Linked DNA regions of Rattus norvegicus: regions 1 and 3 are each linked to region 2. Evidence: chromatin contacts called from public Hi-C data. All regions are on one chromosome and are shown on one strand. The core of a region is the stretch at or near the end of the contact, and the rest is flanking DNA. Distances in the headings are between cores, read along the strand shown. Region 1 overlaps Arid1b (AT-rich interaction domain 1B). Region 2 has its middle 81 kb from the start of Arid1b. Region 3 has its middle 17 kb from the start of Ldhal6b.

Region 1 (3,182 bases), core at 90-2,589, 300 kb before region 2:
TGCTCTGTCTGAGTTACAGTCACGTCCAGAGTCGTCCAGGAAATTCACTAGAAAGCACATCTTGGGAAGACAACAAGGGTGTGGAAGAATTGCTACTAATGTAACTTCAAAGAAAGGTGACTGGCCGTCTGTTTTAACAGGCTGGTGTACTCACAGCCGGGACAATACCTAGAGCTTTACTGTGCTCGACTAAACACTCTGAACCAGAAATACTGAGGGTGGCCCAGGAGACGCAGCGCTTGTCCAGCTGGGACAGACAGCAGGACCATCCCTAACTGCTTGCCTTTCTTTGCTGAAGCGACATCCATTCTGCTTCCCAGCATCTTGCTACAACTGTGGAGTCTATAGTCCTCCATTTATCTCCTCATGGCCAGCTTTATCTGCTGACTCTTCTGTGAAATACATTATGGTAAAGTGTCACAGAAATGACTTTGGGAGTCAGTTGGCTGACAGTGCTCACTGACCATGGACATGCTCTCCATGGTCACCACTAACGGGCTAGCTACTGAACTGCTGCTGGCCAAACTCAAGGCCATATGAGTGATTAATCCACATCCAGTGTCCAATAGGTACACTGAGTATAGATAGGTCCTTCCAAGATGTTTAAAACCCAGAAAGACTAGGAAGAAAATGACTTCTTGTGTGTTCTAGCCAGACTCCTCTGATGGGGACTGGCACACTAACTTCACCCTGTTCTCACTGGTTGCTGGTATCATTGCTGTTTTGGCCTCATCTATAACATTTGCTTGTATATGAAGGATGTAAAATATAGATTATTTCAGAATAGTTTATGATGTCCAGGTTGAAATAAACCCAAATATGATTTAAATAGTGGGCAAATACAATCTAGTCTATGTGGATTTTCACAATTAAAAATCCTTATTTTGAAAAACAAACTAAAGTTCGTTTCTATTTAGTATAACATTTTACAGATTAATCCCTTTGTTATCTGTAACCTTTAAATGAAGGTGGAACCCATGTGTTTTATAGAATTCAGGAAGCAGCCTCCACTGAAGTGGTTCTTTTCTGTCCCCGTCGTCCCACAGACACAGAACATGAGGGACACAGATAGTGCTGTGAGTGGAAAACAGTAGAATGGAGCCCAAGGTCAATGAATAGCACCGCAGAACTGACTAACAAGTGTGTTTACTTAAGTTAAGACAAACCACAAGCAGCCAGCTCTCGGGTCAACTGTCTCCACTCAGCAAATACCCAGTGGGCAGTCTTCCTTTTAGTGTGCTCTGAGGCGCAAGTGAAACCCGCCCCACTCTATACTGACCCACATAATGGGCAGCAGTGAGATGGGAGTGAAGCCATGCTATGCCAACACCAACAAGGCTTTCACTCTCAGCCATCACAACCATTACACAATCGGACCTCTCGAGCAATCATTAACACGCATTTACTGTTACCCGAGCGAGCCGATGAATAGACAAAATGAAGTCTCTAAGAGAACAATCTTGCTGGGAACAAAAGGCCACACGGCATAACTGGGCCAGGCCTCATCATGCGGCCTCTCCTGCACAAAAGACAGTGAAAGGAAGGTGGCTCAGGAGAAATTCCAGATGAGTGGTGAAGGCAGTGAGGGTGCAGGCCCACAGGAAGCACACAGGAAGAGAGGGCAGGGGCAGGGGGCTGGGCCTCAGACCAGAGGAGAACCTGACTGAGATGCAGGGGGTAAGAAACACAAAATCTAGAAGGGTATAGGAAGGAGTGGGCTTAGAAAGAAACAGAGGGGATAGCGTGCTTTAGGTCTCTTAGATGTAAGATGGTGACATTGACCTTAGAGGCCATCTTTTTCTCTAACATCTACTCAATCAGATGTGCATTGAAAAGTCACACATAGGGGCAATCACATTCAGAAGTTACTCGAAAACCCTATTCTTGGTTACTTTTACTTGGCCTTTTGTACTTCATAGCAATCAATTTTAGGTGCCCCAAATAAGAACTAAAAATCATTGTCAAAATAATTTAAAAAGCGAAGTGGTAAGGAGAACAGTGTTTGTGTGTGTGCACGCACACACCAAGTACTAGGAATGCTAGGGAACTGGGAGGACATTAATGACAGCAAGACTCCTCGGTTCTTGTTCACTTTCCAGGAAAGGCTTACGTGACTCAGGAAGATCAGAAAACAGGATCCTGGCACCAGCAGCAGTATTAACACAGGAGACTCCAGAAGGCTGTTCCAGGGAGAGCTGGAGGTCGGGGAATTCAGAGCTCACAGGCAGGAGCACGTCATGTTGAACACATCCCGAAACCCACTCCAGCCTTCACAGGAAGACTGTGCACACTCTCCCCCAAAGGGGGCAGGTCAGCGGGAGGCCATAGCCATAATGAGGTGAAGTTCTGACACCTTGTGGGGTACCATGATGGCCTCAATTGCTCTGCTTCCCATTTCCTGTTCCTTTCACCCTCTGCACAATATGCTTGTCCTTGTTATCAGCACGCATTGGCCTTTATTATTGGTTATTTATTTGTTTGATTGATTTATTTGGGGAGTGTATATGTACTATGGCTCAGATGTAGAGGTCAGTAAACAACTGGAAAGAATTGGTTCTCTGCTTCTATGCGGTTAACAGGAAGGGACACAGATATTCAGGCTTGGTGGTGAGTGTCTTTACCCACTGCGCCATCCTGCTGGTTCCCGTGATATATTTTAAGCTGCTCTTGGTAAATATAATTTTTTTAGTTGTTCCTATAAAAGAGGATTACAAAAATGCAGGGTTTCTTCTTCAAAAGAGTACAACAGGCAAAACAATGCAGCTGAGTTCCTAAAACTATTTTGCTAGTGAAATTATATTATTGTCAAGTAAGTGCTGGGAGTTTCTTCTAGAACTACCTTGTATTGGACCAGAGGCAGATGTTCAAACCTGTCTTACTATCATAGATTCGTCTGGAGAGACAATGGCCCAAGCCTGCAGCCCTAACCTCCAAAGGTAGGAGACTCATAAGTTCAGGGTTGTATCCTCCAAGGCCAAGATATCGACCTGCAGGTAAATAATTCAGACATCATCAAGAACCCCTCTGAGCACAGTCTAGAAGTCTAGGCCCAGTGAGCCAGGAGCTGGTTCTTGGGAGGACAGCGGGAGGGTTTGGGGAGTTCTCTCAGGCAAGTGGACTGCACTGAGAGGACGCACCTGCCTGGATGTGTGGGTGCGAGTCCCTCAACAGGACCCTGCTGA
Region 2 (3,116 bases), core at 124-2,623:
AAACATCGGTTCCACACTTAACGTCTTTTTCCAGAGAGAACCTCATAGTCTCCCCAACTCCCTCAGTGCCTCCCTAACTCCCAACTCAGAGATTTTTCTTGGCATTTTTCATTCCGTGTACATTTTCTGAAGTTACCAAAACTGCTTACAGCTCTTTGCTTTTTTTTTTTTTTTGTGGTTCCTGTTTGTCCATGTTCTCTATTGTATCACATATTAACATTACTACTTAGCCCTACTATGTTCCTATCGTACATTCACTCCTTTGCTCACTTTCTGACCTCAATGTGGAAGTGCCTTTCCTGTCATCTGTGGCTGGTCCCCAAGGTTCTGTTCAATGGACTAACCTTTCATGAAGCCTATCCTGACCCCCCCACTCAATTAAAGTTAATGATCCTCATGCTAGCTTCCCAGGACTTCATTCTTGCCAACATACACTCATCCAGAAAAATGTACTCAGTGCTTATGGTGAACACTGGCCTAGGGCCTAGGGCAAATACCAAAATAATAAACCTTGCTACTCATACTTGGGGATCCTCACAGCCGTTTGGAGATGGTTAGAAACACATACACATACTCAAACTATTCCAGAGGGGTGGTCGGAGACACAGTTCAGTTGGCAGAGACTTGTAGTTGCTTAGCAGGCAAAGGGCTCTGGGTTCCATCCCAACCATCTCAAAAATAAACCAAAAAAAGACAGCAGTGCACACAAGGTGTCAAATGAAAAACTGACTTTTTATTTTATGCATGTTTCCACTTGGGAAAAATCAAGACCCTAAAAGAAGAGTTGGATTCTGTCCAGCTGCTGGGGTGAACCCTAAACCTCTACCCCAGCCACGCCCCCAGCCTTTGGGCCATGCTAATCCCCTCCCTGCAGAGCCCCCTAACACACCCTAAGCTAATGAAGACACCCAGGTCTGAGGAGTCACGGGGACTGAGTGGACCTCAGGCACGGTCCAACCTCGCTGCCCACGTTTCCCGGAGTCCGGTCTAGTTTTTACTTCTTCCTCTCTCCCTGAAATAGATACACAGCCGCCTCCAGATTTAGAACAGGAGCGGTGACTACTTCACGAAAGCCTGGAAAATATGACTTTTCCAGAAACGGTTCAGGTCGCTCATACATCTTAGGGTCCTGGCAACCGCAGATGTGGCGTTGCCCTCGGCCGAGGCTTTGCCTCCGGGGCCCGACTGGGAACTCGAAGGCTTCTCCAGCAGGGTGGAGGACGCCGGAGCGGGGCCTCTACGCCACGCAGTATGATCCGCACCCCATCCGGACCGGGTTTTGCCGCCCGCCGCGCTCCCGGAGCGGAGACAGGCGTCGCAGAGGCCTCCGCGGCCGGGGGTGGTTGGTGGCGGTGGTGTGTGTGAGGGCCGCACCGCGCACGCGCGCCGGAGGGGTCGCGGGCTCCTTGCTCCCCCGGCTCCGTCAGGCCGGAACCCTCGCGCCGCCGCCCCGCCCGGAGCCGCCCGGAGCCGCCCGCGCCCGGACCCGCGACGGCCGGGCGGGGCCTGTTTCCTCGGCCCGCGTCCTCGGGCTCGCAGCCGGGAAGGAACATTCCTGGCTCTCCCCGCCCCGCTGCGCCCGTTCCCGCTCCTCCCCCGCCGCGTGTTTTCCGCCCCAGTAAAGATCGTGCCACACAAATAAGCCTCGGATGCCCTTTGCCGAGCGGGCCATTTTCAGGGCGCGTCTCCGGAGCTGCTAAAAGTCTTAGTTTCTCCCCAAAGTGGAAGGTGTGGGGGGCGGGGGCGGCTGGGGCCGCTTCCAACTGCTCCGCACGCTCGAATAGTTGTCAGTAAAATCAAACTGACGTCAGCCCGGGGGGAAAAGATAGGTCTCTTTTGTTCTCATGTTCTCCCCCCTCCCCTCCCTTGCGATCAAAGGCAAAAAAACATTTTTTTTTTCTTTTGGAGGGTGGAGGGAAAGACAAAAAAAAAAGGGGGGGGGGAGGATTGCCGTGCAAAAAGATAGCTTCCATTAGAGCTTCTGCCCGGGCGAGGGGAATGTTTAATGAATGCATCAAGTCTTTTGATCACCCTCGCTCGGCTGGGTTCAGTAGTGCCGGAAGGTTAGTTGCATATCCTGTGGCTGATCTGAAATTCGATCAGCAGAGGGGGTCAAAGAAAAGAAAAGCATTTTAATGGGAATCAATAGAGGAGCATAGGTCTTGGAAGGAAATACGTGTTGATTAAAAATGCCACAAGATTTTTTAAAAAAATGTTCAAGACTGGTTTAGAGAAAACGAGAAAAAGGAAAATCGAGGGAGGGAGAGAGGGAAGAGAGGAGGGGGAGGAGGAGGGGGGAAAAAACCCTTAGCAATCTATTTTCTGTGTGCTGCTGCCAGAGAGGCAGTCGGCAGACCAACAGTTTGTGTAATGCTTCAAGCTACAGCGGGCAAATTTAAAGCTGTATGCTCAGAACAACATAATAAATACTTATTGAAAATGCATTTCTATTTCTAAGCGGGGCTCACTCATGCATTATACAAAACACCCAGGGCTGCAGTAGCAGACACAAGGGGACAAATAAGGTATACTGTGACTCGAGTCCTTAAAACTAAACTATGGGGCTTATAACAGTTGAGAGCAGAAACAAACAAACAAACAAACAAAATTTCCCTTAAGTCGAAAACTAACAGCTTTGAACAAAACCAAAGGCTTAAAATGGAAACTTTAAAGAAGTTATAATTTTAAAAAACGTCTCAAAACCGTGAGGGTAAGGAGAAGGGCATGGAGGGAGCCAATGGTAGTAGATAGCATATTGATTGCCTTACAGAGTAGAAAATTATTGCCCTGTAGGTAGTGCAAGTGATCAACAACGTATAAAACAGTTGAAGGTTTTCATGGCACTCCACCTACTACAGAGGAAAAGGGAAAGCAGCTTTCTTTAAAGCCAGGCTCACACCCACCCACACATATACTCTCTCACTCCTGTCTGCCTGGCCTGTTGGAAGAGAATCAATAGTATTTAAATTTTTACACGTTCAACAAAGACAACCCTTTCCTCGTGGAGAGAACATCCCAAGAACAATGTGCTGGAGAGCTTCCTTTAGAAGAGTTCTAGCAGCTCTTGACTGGGCTCCTGGATGCCAGTCCTCAATCTTCATCCACGTCTTTCTTAC
Region 3 (2,981 bases), core at 239-2,738, 490 kb before region 2:
ACACACACACACACACACACACACACACACACACACACACATTTTAAGAGACCATGGAGCATCTAGGGAGACGCGGGGAGGCTGGAATTCCTCCGTGTCAGGGTGAACAGGACCCAGTACCATTCTAGTGAGGGAAGGGGCAGTGTAGATACAGCTGTTGTGCTGTGTTGAGCCCTGTGGTTCTGAGGAAACGACTTCACACAGAATTACAGCTCACCTGAGGTGGGGTCTGAGTAACAGTGTATATCACAAGTCCCCTAAGTTTGTTTTTGTTACCTCTTGGCAGATTACCTTCTGGTATGAGGTTATAGCAACCTGCCAGTCCCCGAGGGCAGAGGCTGATTGCATTCAACAGTCTACTTTAGAGGACCCTGGCTGGCCCATTTGTTCCTCCCAGAACCTGGGAGGCTGCTGCTGCAGGTAGAATGGCCACAGCCTGAGGACCGCTCTTCTGTTTTGCCATGTGTCCCAGGAATGCATCCTTGCTGTGAGTTCTCCCGTTGCCAGCCGTGACCTTCCTAGACCACAATAATTCGCTGCAGCCTCACCCACCTTGAATTCTACTCCTCCACAGCCTCTGCGTTCACCGGCCTGAAAAAAAGTCAGCCTAATGTCACTGTGCCCTCTCAGCAAGCCGTTGCCAGCCTTGGTTACCTCCAGACTTGGTCTTCTGGGCCGCACAGCAAAATGTCACTTTCATCCCAGTTACGAGGGCCAAGGGAGCCAACTGAAGGGCACCACCTGCCCTGCAGAGTGCCAGCAGGGGGCGCAGGGTCCTGCCAGAGAGACCAGGGAGGGTGGGGCTGACTGGCGGGAGCCTCAGTGCACAGGCTGTGGGCTGCATCTCCACAGTGCTCTGAGTGCTACTCTCCTTTTGTTAAAGGGAGTGGGGCAGAGCGAAAGGATCTGGGAGCAACCCCCCCTCCCCAACACACAGCAACCAGTACGGGGCATACAGAGACATGAGTGTGCACCGGCCGGCCAGATACAGGCACAGACATTCTTAGCTACCAACACTTGCGCCGGGCGGAGGGAAACCACTCCGAAAGGACCAGTTTACAAAAGGCTTGGGTTGGTGATTAAGACTAGATTTAGATTTGGCTTCTAAACAGTGCAAACAGAAACCAATCAAATTTTCTGAGTTTGTGACAAATAACATTGGTATTTTCCTTCCTTGCTTGCTTCTTTCCCTCCCTCCCTCCCTCCCTCCCTCCCTCCCTCCCTCCCTCCCTCCCTCCCTCCCTTCCTTCCTTCCTTCCTTCCTTCCTTCCTTCCTTCCTTCTCTCCTTCATAAAAGGCACAGTTGTTGTGGTTGGCACTAGGTGGGGACATGGCATAACTAGACAGCCATCCTGTTAAAAACTTCAAGTTTCTCGCCAGGGAAAAGAAAAGAGTGGGAAAAGACAAGAGCGAGGCACTACCCCCAGCAGCCAGGAGGGGGCGCAGAGCCCGGCGGGACTGATTCTAAGGCTGCGAGCAGGAGGGCGTGGGCTGAGGACTGCACCCAGCAGAGCTCCCTGGAGCCAATGAGATCAAGAGGCCGTGCTGTAGCTGGGGTGGAGATGCTGCCTCGAAGGACAGAGCAGCTCTCTGGCTGAGAGCGCAAAATCTACTAGGGCTCCTCACTTGCAATCTCCAGAGAGCTCCAGGCAAGCCAAGTCAAGCTCTGAGGGTGCTGGGTTCCAAGGACCCACGGGCAGGAGAACCTTCTAGAGACTTCTGGTGCCATGCACAGGAAGGCCCAGCAATTCAGAGTCCCACTGGAGGGACTTGGATAGGACCAAGGGATAGGAGGGGGAACACAATGGTTGGCCCTAGCGCTAACAGTGGTAATATTTGTGCGGTGTTTGCTATACTCAGGAACTATTATTAAAGCTTTGTCACATACAGCCTCACAACGTGGACATCATTATCGTCATCATTATAATCACCACCACCACCATCACCACCATCATCGTCATCGTCATCGTATCATCACCGTGAAAAGAGGGAACGCTATGCTTGGAAAGGTCAAAGAACATCCTTCCAGAGTCACACAGCTGAGGCTCAAATCAGACATGATAACTGAGTCCACCTCACGTGCCCGGTAAGCGCTGAAGCTCAGATTCAAGGCCACGTCTGACCGCCAGAGTAGCCCATTCTCCGTCAGCGAAGACTGTGGGTGAGGGTGGAGCAGGAAAGCTGGAAAGTCCTCTATTTGCCCAGCCAAGAGCAAGCCGGGAATGGAGGCCCGGGTACTGCACGTCTAACTGCTCTCACAGGGCCAGCTAACCTGCTCTGCTGTACTATAGTAGACCAGTGTACCGCTACGACACGCTCTTTGCCTAGTATAGCATCGTGGTTCAGAGGGCAGAGTTAAGACGCGAATCTTGAGGCTCAGGGTGGGGGTGGGGTGAGGTTGAGGGGCGCCCTGGTGTGAGCAGATTGCCACACTAATTTGCTGACCTGAGTTCGAGCCTCAGGACTCACATGTAAGTATAAGGTGAGAACTCACTCCAGAGAGTTGTCTCTGACCTCCGAATGTGTGCCATGCCGGCGCCGCGCCGACCATGTAATAATAAACAAATGCTAACCTGGCTGATGATGATGATGATGATGGTGGTGGTGGTGGTGGTGATGATGATGATGATGATGGGGGAAAGTATTCTCTGATTTTTCAAAGGCCCAGAGACCTGATGGCAGGGTAGAGCTAGTCCTGACCCTGGCTCAACTTCTCCCCCCTCAGCTCTGGCTCCATGTCTATACTGTTGTTCGTCCTCTGCATCTCTGGACTGACAGCAGCCCGGACTGAAAGTGCCCTGTATCCCTAGCCTCCCTCCCTGCCCCTCCTCAGGCTCCGTGGGCTTCTGGGACCCTGACCTTAAAATCAGGGGTGAAGAAGCCAGAGAAGTGGTGGCCTTAATAATACGGGGCTGGACTAGAAGCCCGGGCTCTCTCCTGATCGCGTTACCGAGGCAGGGAGTACCCGACTCTTGCCTTCC

What was found. Hi-C and Micro-C count contacts between places; a contact is called where the count stands out from the background.
Region 1: a contact with region 2 is called in a Hi-C map of liver, with 4 times the contacts expected there. The contact joins two enhancer-like sites. A contact is called at or near these places in 5 of 12 Hi-C or Micro-C datasets (the A7r5 cell line, frontal cortex, kidney and 2 more) and 1 of 1 datasets of contacts at active chromatin or transcription factors (oligodendrocytes).
Region 3: a Hi-C map of Schwann cells shows a contact between it and region 2, with 6 times the contacts expected there. The contact joins two enhancer-like sites. A contact is called at or near these places in 1 of 12 Hi-C or Micro-C datasets (Schwann cells) and 1 of 1 datasets of contacts at active chromatin or transcription factors (oligodendrocytes).

The regions. Positions count from the first base shown.
Region 1 is chr1:48,189,033-48,192,214 of GRCr8, reverse strand. All of the region lies in intron 4 of Arid1b (AT-rich interaction domain 1B), which reads right to left. Among named protein-coding and RNA genes, the nearest start is that of Ldhal6b, 210 kb to the left of the region's middle. Within about 2 kb of position 1,339, at least 6 of the 93 cell types and tissues checked have an H3K27ac peak or open chromatin away from gene starts, as enhancers often do. A contact at or near this core is called in liver, where this site is marked.
Region 2 is chr1:47,891,693-47,894,808 of GRCr8, reverse strand. No RefSeq gene overlaps it. Among named protein-coding and RNA genes, the nearest start is that of Arid1b, 81 kb to the left of the region's middle. Within about 2 kb of position 1,373, at least 89 of the 93 cell types and tissues checked have an H3K27ac peak or open chromatin away from gene starts, as enhancers often do. A contact at or near this core is called in Schwann cells and liver, where this site is marked.
Region 3 is chr1:48,385,813-48,388,793 of GRCr8, reverse strand. No RefSeq gene overlaps it. Among named protein-coding and RNA genes, the nearest start is that of Ldhal6b, 17 kb to the left of the region's middle. Within about 2 kb of position 1,488, at least 12 of the 93 cell types and tissues checked have an H3K27ac peak or open chromatin away from gene starts, as enhancers often do. A contact at or near this core is called in Schwann cells, where this site is marked.